Regions from separate parts of the Pan troglodytes genome. Here region 1 is linked to region 2. Evidence: chromatin contacts called from public Hi-C data. All regions are on one chromosome and are shown on one strand. Each heading gives the region's core, a stretch centred on a gene start, on an enhancer-like site or on the middle of the called end of the contact. The rest is flanking DNA. Distances are from core to core; before and after follow the strand shown.

What was found. Hi-C and Micro-C count contacts between places; a contact is called where the count stands out from the background.
Region 1: a contact with region 2 is called in a Hi-C map of stem cell-derived neural progenitor cells, with 2.4 times the contacts expected there. The contact joins the promoter of VLDLR here to the enhancer-like site in region 2. A contact is called at or near these places in 1 of 7 Hi-C or Micro-C datasets (stem cell-derived neural progenitor cells) and 1 of 1 datasets of contacts at active chromatin or transcription factors (stem cell-derived excitatory neurons).

The regions. Positions count from the first base shown.
Region 1 is chr11:113,309,123-113,312,421 of NHGRI_mPanTro3-v2.0_pri, reverse strand. VLDLR (very low density lipoprotein receptor) reads left to right here and starts at 1,359. Exons shown (of 18, transcript XM_063788009.1): 1 at 1,359-2,373. The coding sequence starts at 1,374.
Region 2 is chr11:113,119,367-113,122,726 of NHGRI_mPanTro3-v2.0_pri, reverse strand. PUM3 (pumilio RNA binding family member 3) reads right to left here. Exons shown (of 18, transcript XM_009456263.4): 16 at 2,456-2,543; 17 at 1-41. Among named protein-coding and RNA genes, the nearest start is that of PUM3, 34 kb to the right of the region's middle. Within about 2 kb of position 1,921, at least 5 of the 24 cell types and tissues checked have an H3K27ac peak or open chromatin away from gene starts, as enhancers often do. A contact at or near this core is called in stem cell-derived neural progenitor cells, where this site is marked.

The sequences.
Region 1 (3,299 bases), core at 110-2,609, 190 kb before region 2:
ATACCATAACAATGTATAGCTTGTAGTATACCTATATCTGAGTAAAGTATTAAAAACAAATCATATGACTGTTTATTAATGCTGCCTCTTTTTGTATTGATTCCACCCATCCCTTCTACTCCTTTCCTCTTCTGTAAAGCAATAGCTCATCAGATGGCATTTCAGAACCCTGAGAATATGAAAGACATCATGCAGTAAGGTTTTCGTGTCACATCTCAATGCCATTAGGTGAATAACACCGGCATGCATCTTCACTACTAAATGTCATACAAATAAATTTTAGTTGTTTCACATGCAACCTGTGTGGCTGCTGCAGTTTGTATCAACTATGTAACCACAGGGTGGGCAAAATAGCATTCAAAATGAGCTATAGTGCAAGATCCCATCCATACGTAGAGTTAAGCCCTTTCATGCTTAGCAGTCACAATCAGGATATCTTTGGCCCACGGAAACCTATCCTGACTGGAATTTTCCTCTCCTGTGTGTCTCCTGGATATACTAAGTTCCTAATAAACATCTCCTCTGATTGCTAGCCTTAACAAATTTCCAGGAGAAGCAGGGCAAGGAGAAGACAGTGAGGCAGTGCCCGCTGCTCTTCAGATCACCAACAGAATAGAGTCAGAATATGATATTATTGAAACCTTCCAAGTTTGAATTAAGATAAAAACAACTTTTTAAAAATACCAAAAACCTTTTATTTAAGAGAGTGAAAGCGCTCGATGTGCCCTCCCACTCCGGTTAGATGCTTAACAGACCACAGCAGACGATGCACCTCAACCAGGGCTAAGTGTGCAAGAAAACTGAAGTACACAGAAAGCAAATTATAGACTCAGGTACTGTCAGGCACAAAAGAAGAATCAACCCTTTCTAGGAGTCTTGTCTTTGCTTCCTTTATTCTTTCCTCGATTCTTGTAATTGAATGTTACAAAGTATATCAAGAGGAATAAACGTATGGGGCCCCTCTCTTCCAAACAAGAAAAGGTTAAGCTTTTAATTACAGGCCCTCAAACTATCATTTTGTGCAATTAGCAATTAACTATAATCGTTGATGAGCAAATGCAAAGCTGCGCTAGCAATTTCCCTTCTCCTCATCCCAGGCTGGGTTATTTCAGTCTTGTTCTATTACAGAGCACCAGCCACAACCGCGCGCACTCTCTTTCAAACACACACACTCTCTCACTTAAAGACACATTTAGTTTTTAGCAAAATGGCATCTCAGCGTGCGATTGAGACCGGCATCCCAAACCCCACATTTGAGCAGCCCAAACGTTTGGAGCCCCTCCGCTTCATCACTTTCTGAGTGGATAGAGGAGGCCCGAAGGAGATGCTACCTACCAGCCTCTCTCAGGGGCGCAGGAGAGGGTGGTAGAGAGATGCTTGTTGCCCCTGGAAACTGCAAGTACCCCCCAGGTGCACGCCCCGTTAGTGGGGAGGCGGTGGCAATAGCAACGATAGTTGCATCAGCGCTAACTGCTGCTGCTGCTGCATGTTCTGCTGGAGGCTGCCGGGAGGGTACAGTAATGACTGTAGGGAGCGCACAGCTGCTGCGGCGGCAGGTTCCCTGGATCAGGAAATTAGGGCAGGCACCGGGGATTGGAGGCGAGGGCGGTGCGCGAGCCAACCAGCGGCCGCCCCGGGCCCCCGTGAGCGCCAGGCCAAAGCGCGGAGCAGCCGGGCCCCTAGAGCAGTCCGGGTGGCGGCGGCCGCGGCCACGACCACGGTCACTCACGCGCGCTCACACTCGCACACTCCCCGCGCGGGCACCCGGCTGCCCGGCGCGTGTAAGAGGAGCGCGTCGAGGGAAAGGAGGGCTGAAGCCGCCGCGCTCCCGCCCGCCCGCCGCGCCTCCCGTTGACCACTCCCCCTCCCGCCCCCTCCCCGCTCCTCACCCCGCTCTCCAGCCGCCGCCGCTGTGGGTGCTCCGCTACCGGCTCCTCTCTGTTCTGTCCTCTCTTCTGCTCTCGGCTCCCCACCCCCTCTCCCTTCCCTCCTCTCCCCTTGCCTCCCCTCCTCTGCAGCGCCTGCATTATTTTCTGCCCGCAGGCTCGGCTTGCACTGCTGCTGCAGCCCGGGGAGGTGGGTGGGTGGGTGGGTGGGTTGGTGGGGAGGAGATTGTGCAAGTTGTAGGGGAGGGGGTGCCCTCTTCTTCCCCGCTCCCTTCCCCCCCCAACTCCTTCCCCCTCCTTCTCCCCCTTTCCCCTCCCCGCCCCCACCTTCTTCCTCCTTTCGGAAGGGCTGGTAACTTGTTGTGCGGAGCGAACGGCGGCGGCGGCACCATCCAGGCGGGCACCATGGGCACGTCCGCGCTCTGGGCGCTCTGGCTGCTGCTCGCGCTGTGCTGGGCGCCCCGGGAGAGCGGCGCCACCGGAACCGGTGAGTGAGGACGCGCCCCTCGGCCGGCGGGCGGGACCCAGCCGGGGCGCCGGGAGACCCCGAGGCGCAGGTCTCCGTTTGCCCACCCGCCTCCTAGGAGGCGCCTCTCGGTTCTCCTCGCCTTCTCTCCCTCCCCTCCGTGGTGGCGCCTCTGAGCTGTCAGCGCCGAGGCTAAAGGGAGCCGGGCTTGGGGAACAGTGGGGTTCGGGGTGTCCTGACGCCTCGCCCGAACTAGTCTTCGATCCGTCACACCGCCTGCCCCAAAGCCGCTGCTTTGCCTCGTTTCTCGCCCTCTTGACAGGGGCTGAGGTATGTCGGCTTCTGAGCACTGAACAATGGTTCTGCCGCCTCTGCCAGGCGGAGGGTTAGGAAGGAGGCAGAGGGCCAAGACGTGTGCGGCAGCCTCGGGCGCACCCCTCGAAGCTCAGGGAGTGTGGGAGCGGACGGTGGGAGAAGGTGAGCGCCTCCGGGGACGCGGAGCGCAGGTGCCGGCCGGGGTGCAGAGCCTTCCGGCGGCCGTGAGCTGGGCACGTTCGGTGGGCGGCAGCCGGGAGGCCCCGCGGAGCCGAGGGCAGTGCGCAGCCCGCGCACCCAGACCGCGACTCCCCCGGCGCGGGGCCGCCTCTCCGGCGTGCGGGGTAGGGGAGGAGCGGGGCTTTACGCAGGACTCTCCTCTGGGTGCTTCTGCTCTCCCTTTTGCACGCCTCGGGCGGCATTTGGAAACCTCTCGGGTCTCTCGTGTAGCTGAACGCGCAGGGGGAGTGGAAGGAAGACTTCATCAGGTTAGTTTGCTGATCCTCCTTCCCGGTGACGTTTCCTCGAGAGGAATTGAGTCCTAGGCTAGTGACTGTAATTAGCCTTCGTTCTAAACAATAGATCAAAGGAGCAGCGCGAGAGCGAGTGTGTGGCCCTGTCTTGTTGGGAAG
Region 2 (3,360 bases), core at 672-3,171:
CTTCATACCAACATGCTCTACAAGTGTTTTTGCAAAACAACCTGTAAAATATACTGAAGCTTAGTGAACATCACATAATAAGATATATACTCCCTACCCCCTTCTCTACTGCCCTTAAATCTGCAAATATTTTTAAATAAAAAAGCTAACAAAAGTAGCTTTCACCCAATCTCCCTTTTAACACAAAAAATTCCAGTGCAGGTTTATCTAATGCATTTCTAAAAGAGCCATTTCTTTTAACTCTGATTCAAAACCTAAGCTATGTTTAGCAGTAATTACTCAAGATAAACTATGAATTCTAATAAAACACTCACTTGGTTATGTCTGCATTTCTTTGTATTATTTAATGATTTAACTTTGACCTGAAAGCTATTCAGGAAATAAATGTTTCACAGTAGCACCTCATGCTTGGTTGAAATCAAGTTCTTCCTCATGGAGAAATGCTCACTCAGAAGGTGCCATGAACATAACACAGTGTTCACGTGTTCAACAGTGGTTGATAAATGACTGTTCTAGCTTAAACTTGGCATTTCTCTTTACAACGCTTACATACTCACAAATCAAAAATATCATTTGTCTCCCGTTAGTCTAGTATTTGATTCCCAAGGTCTTGGTATTATCTTTTTCACTTTGCAATTAATGCTTGGACAAAGGAGAAATTCCGATAGCTAAGATTTAGTGCAGATGGAGGTAGGGACAACCTATCTTGAAGGCAAACATCATAGTCAGGTAGTATGTACTATATAATTCATTCAAAGATACCTGAATGTAAGGACTCTTTAAAAGCCAAGAGGCCTATGGCTATTCAGCCTTTCATGGTACCTGCTAAAGAGGGACAGAGTTCAGCTAGTGAGGCAAATTGTTTTCCAAAGCGGACCACAATAATATCTCCTGTCCTGTGTGCTCTTCTAGAATGCAGCCACTCCCCCATCTATAGGGGGAATCCATGTCTTCTTTTGAATCACAGTGGGCCTCTGTGATTGACTTGACCAAGACAGTATGATGAAAGTGGCATTAAATGACTGCTAAGGATAAATCATGGAAGTGCCACACATTTACTTTGTTCTCTTGGGATGCTCACTCTTAAAAAAGCAATCACCATCTCGTGAAGGAGCCCAAGCAGCCTAGAAAGGGAAACTGAGGCTGTTGGTCCCCAGCCAACAGTCAGTACTCACTTGCCAGCCATGTGAGTGAGTTAAGCGAAAAGTGGACACTCCAACCACAAACTGAGCAGCCCTAGATGACTCTGACTCTGAGCATAGAGTGGCAAGCTCCACCAGACCCTGATCAAGTCATTGTTTTGAAAACTACTAAGTTTTAAGGTGGCTACTATCCAGTAAAAGAGAATCAAAACAGCTAGACGTGCAGGAGGACAAACTCATTTGGTGCTGAATACGACAAGACAAACACATCAGACCCAAACAGGCAGATTTTAGGGGTGTCAGCACATTTTAATTAAGAGGGAGAAAAACCACTGGACATTAAGCCAGACTACTTTTCTGGCATAAACTCAACTATACATCAACTTTTTAATAATGAAAAAGTTTATTCCATATGTTATTTTTTTCTTTAATATTTATCACAAGGCTTCTCTTTTACAAAAAAATTTAGTGAAAAATAGCCCCAGGTCCCCATTCTTAAAGGTAAAGTGAGAAGTGACAGCTCTACTGCTATACTGATTGCCTCACTAGCCATTAGAGCTGCCACTTGCCGCAAGACATGAATTCATGATCTGTCACTTTTTTCCAGACATTGTAATGAAAAGCCCAAACTGTTTTAACTCAGTAGGGGAAAAAAATCTCTCCAGTGGTTTAAATACCAGATGGAATTTGGATTTTGTAAGTGAAGGTCTGGTTGGAGATAGGACTGAGAGGGGAATGGCATGCAAATGCTAATGCTGTCCTTCTCTAGAGAGCTGAGTTTCTACAGAGCAGCTGTAAGGCTTACAAAAAACCAGAAAGCGCCAAAGACTGGCTTACTCTTTGGTCACATGTATTTCAATGCCAAATAAACAGGCACTAGTCCAAAACTCTCTTACGAGGATAATCTTCTTCTGCTTATTCTTTCTTCAAACATAGAGATAAATGTCATGCCTTTCTACTGAGGTAATGATACTCAACAATTGGGGCCCCCTACCCCTCTCACCATCCTCATTAGAATGGCATTTTAAGGCATTGACCAAGCCAGGTTAGAAGCCTGCAGCAGCACAGGAAGGAAAACAGAGAGAGTGAGGGGTCGGTGGAAAAAAGAAAATTAAAAGAGTTCTCAGGCACAAATATTTCTAGGGGAAAAAGCATTACCAGCAACCACTGAATCATTTCTTATTCACAGACACCATTTCTAGACACTTGACAAACTTCATTTGAGCTTAAATGGCTGGTATAAAGTTCAGGGATGCCAGGAGTTACTGGAATTCCACATGAGATACAAGAAAAGGTCAAATTTCATAGCCTACCTTCTCTCCCATTTTCTTTCATCTTTTTATCTTGCTCTATTAACCACTTCAGAACTAGATGTCCTGCAGGATGTTCTGCAATGTGAAGCTATGAAGGGTCAAGAACAGTTCATTTTAAAAGTTGTTTTCATTCATGCAAATACATTTGAACGAATACATACAATTTATGCCACCACATACAGATAAGGACTCAGCCACTTTTAAAGTTCCACAGGCTTAAGAGGTCTTTATCTAGGACAACCATCATACCTGGGGGGACCACAGATCTATTCTAATCCCCAGACTGAAAGACAGTTATGCCAGATAACACAGCCACTGCACAGTGCTTCAGTCTCAGCTTCATGAAATCTGCTCTGAACAGTAGCAGCACAAGGCTCATCTTAATGCTAATCACGTCTTGGATTGAAATATGTCATTCTCAGACACAAATAAACCTACAGGACAGAACACTATAGCACAAACATCAAAACCCAATGCTGCATGCTGTTTAAGTACACATGACCACCTAAGGGGATTACCTGATGAGCGAATCAAGAAAGCATCTTTTCAGCTCAACCTTACTCCTCTTCAAGAGCAATACCAAGCGTTCCCAGTTATTTGGGCTACTCCTTAGCAAGTATGGGAGGCAACCGGCTCAGTCTCCTTATAGAGAAACTTTCAAGGTACATTCATCTTTCCCATTTGTTATTATGGTCAGGAGCCAGGGCTTCTCTAAGATCCATGGCCCACTTCTCTTCCCCAGTCTCAGGTGTCAGAAGCACCTTGGGCACTCAATACTTGGCAATGATTTCATTCATAAGCAAATTCACATCTGTAAAACATTCCCAAGTGCCAGGCTCTGACCCAGATGGTTAGAGAAAATTAAAGATGAATGTAATTGCTGCTGTGAGAGGTTCTTGGTTGTT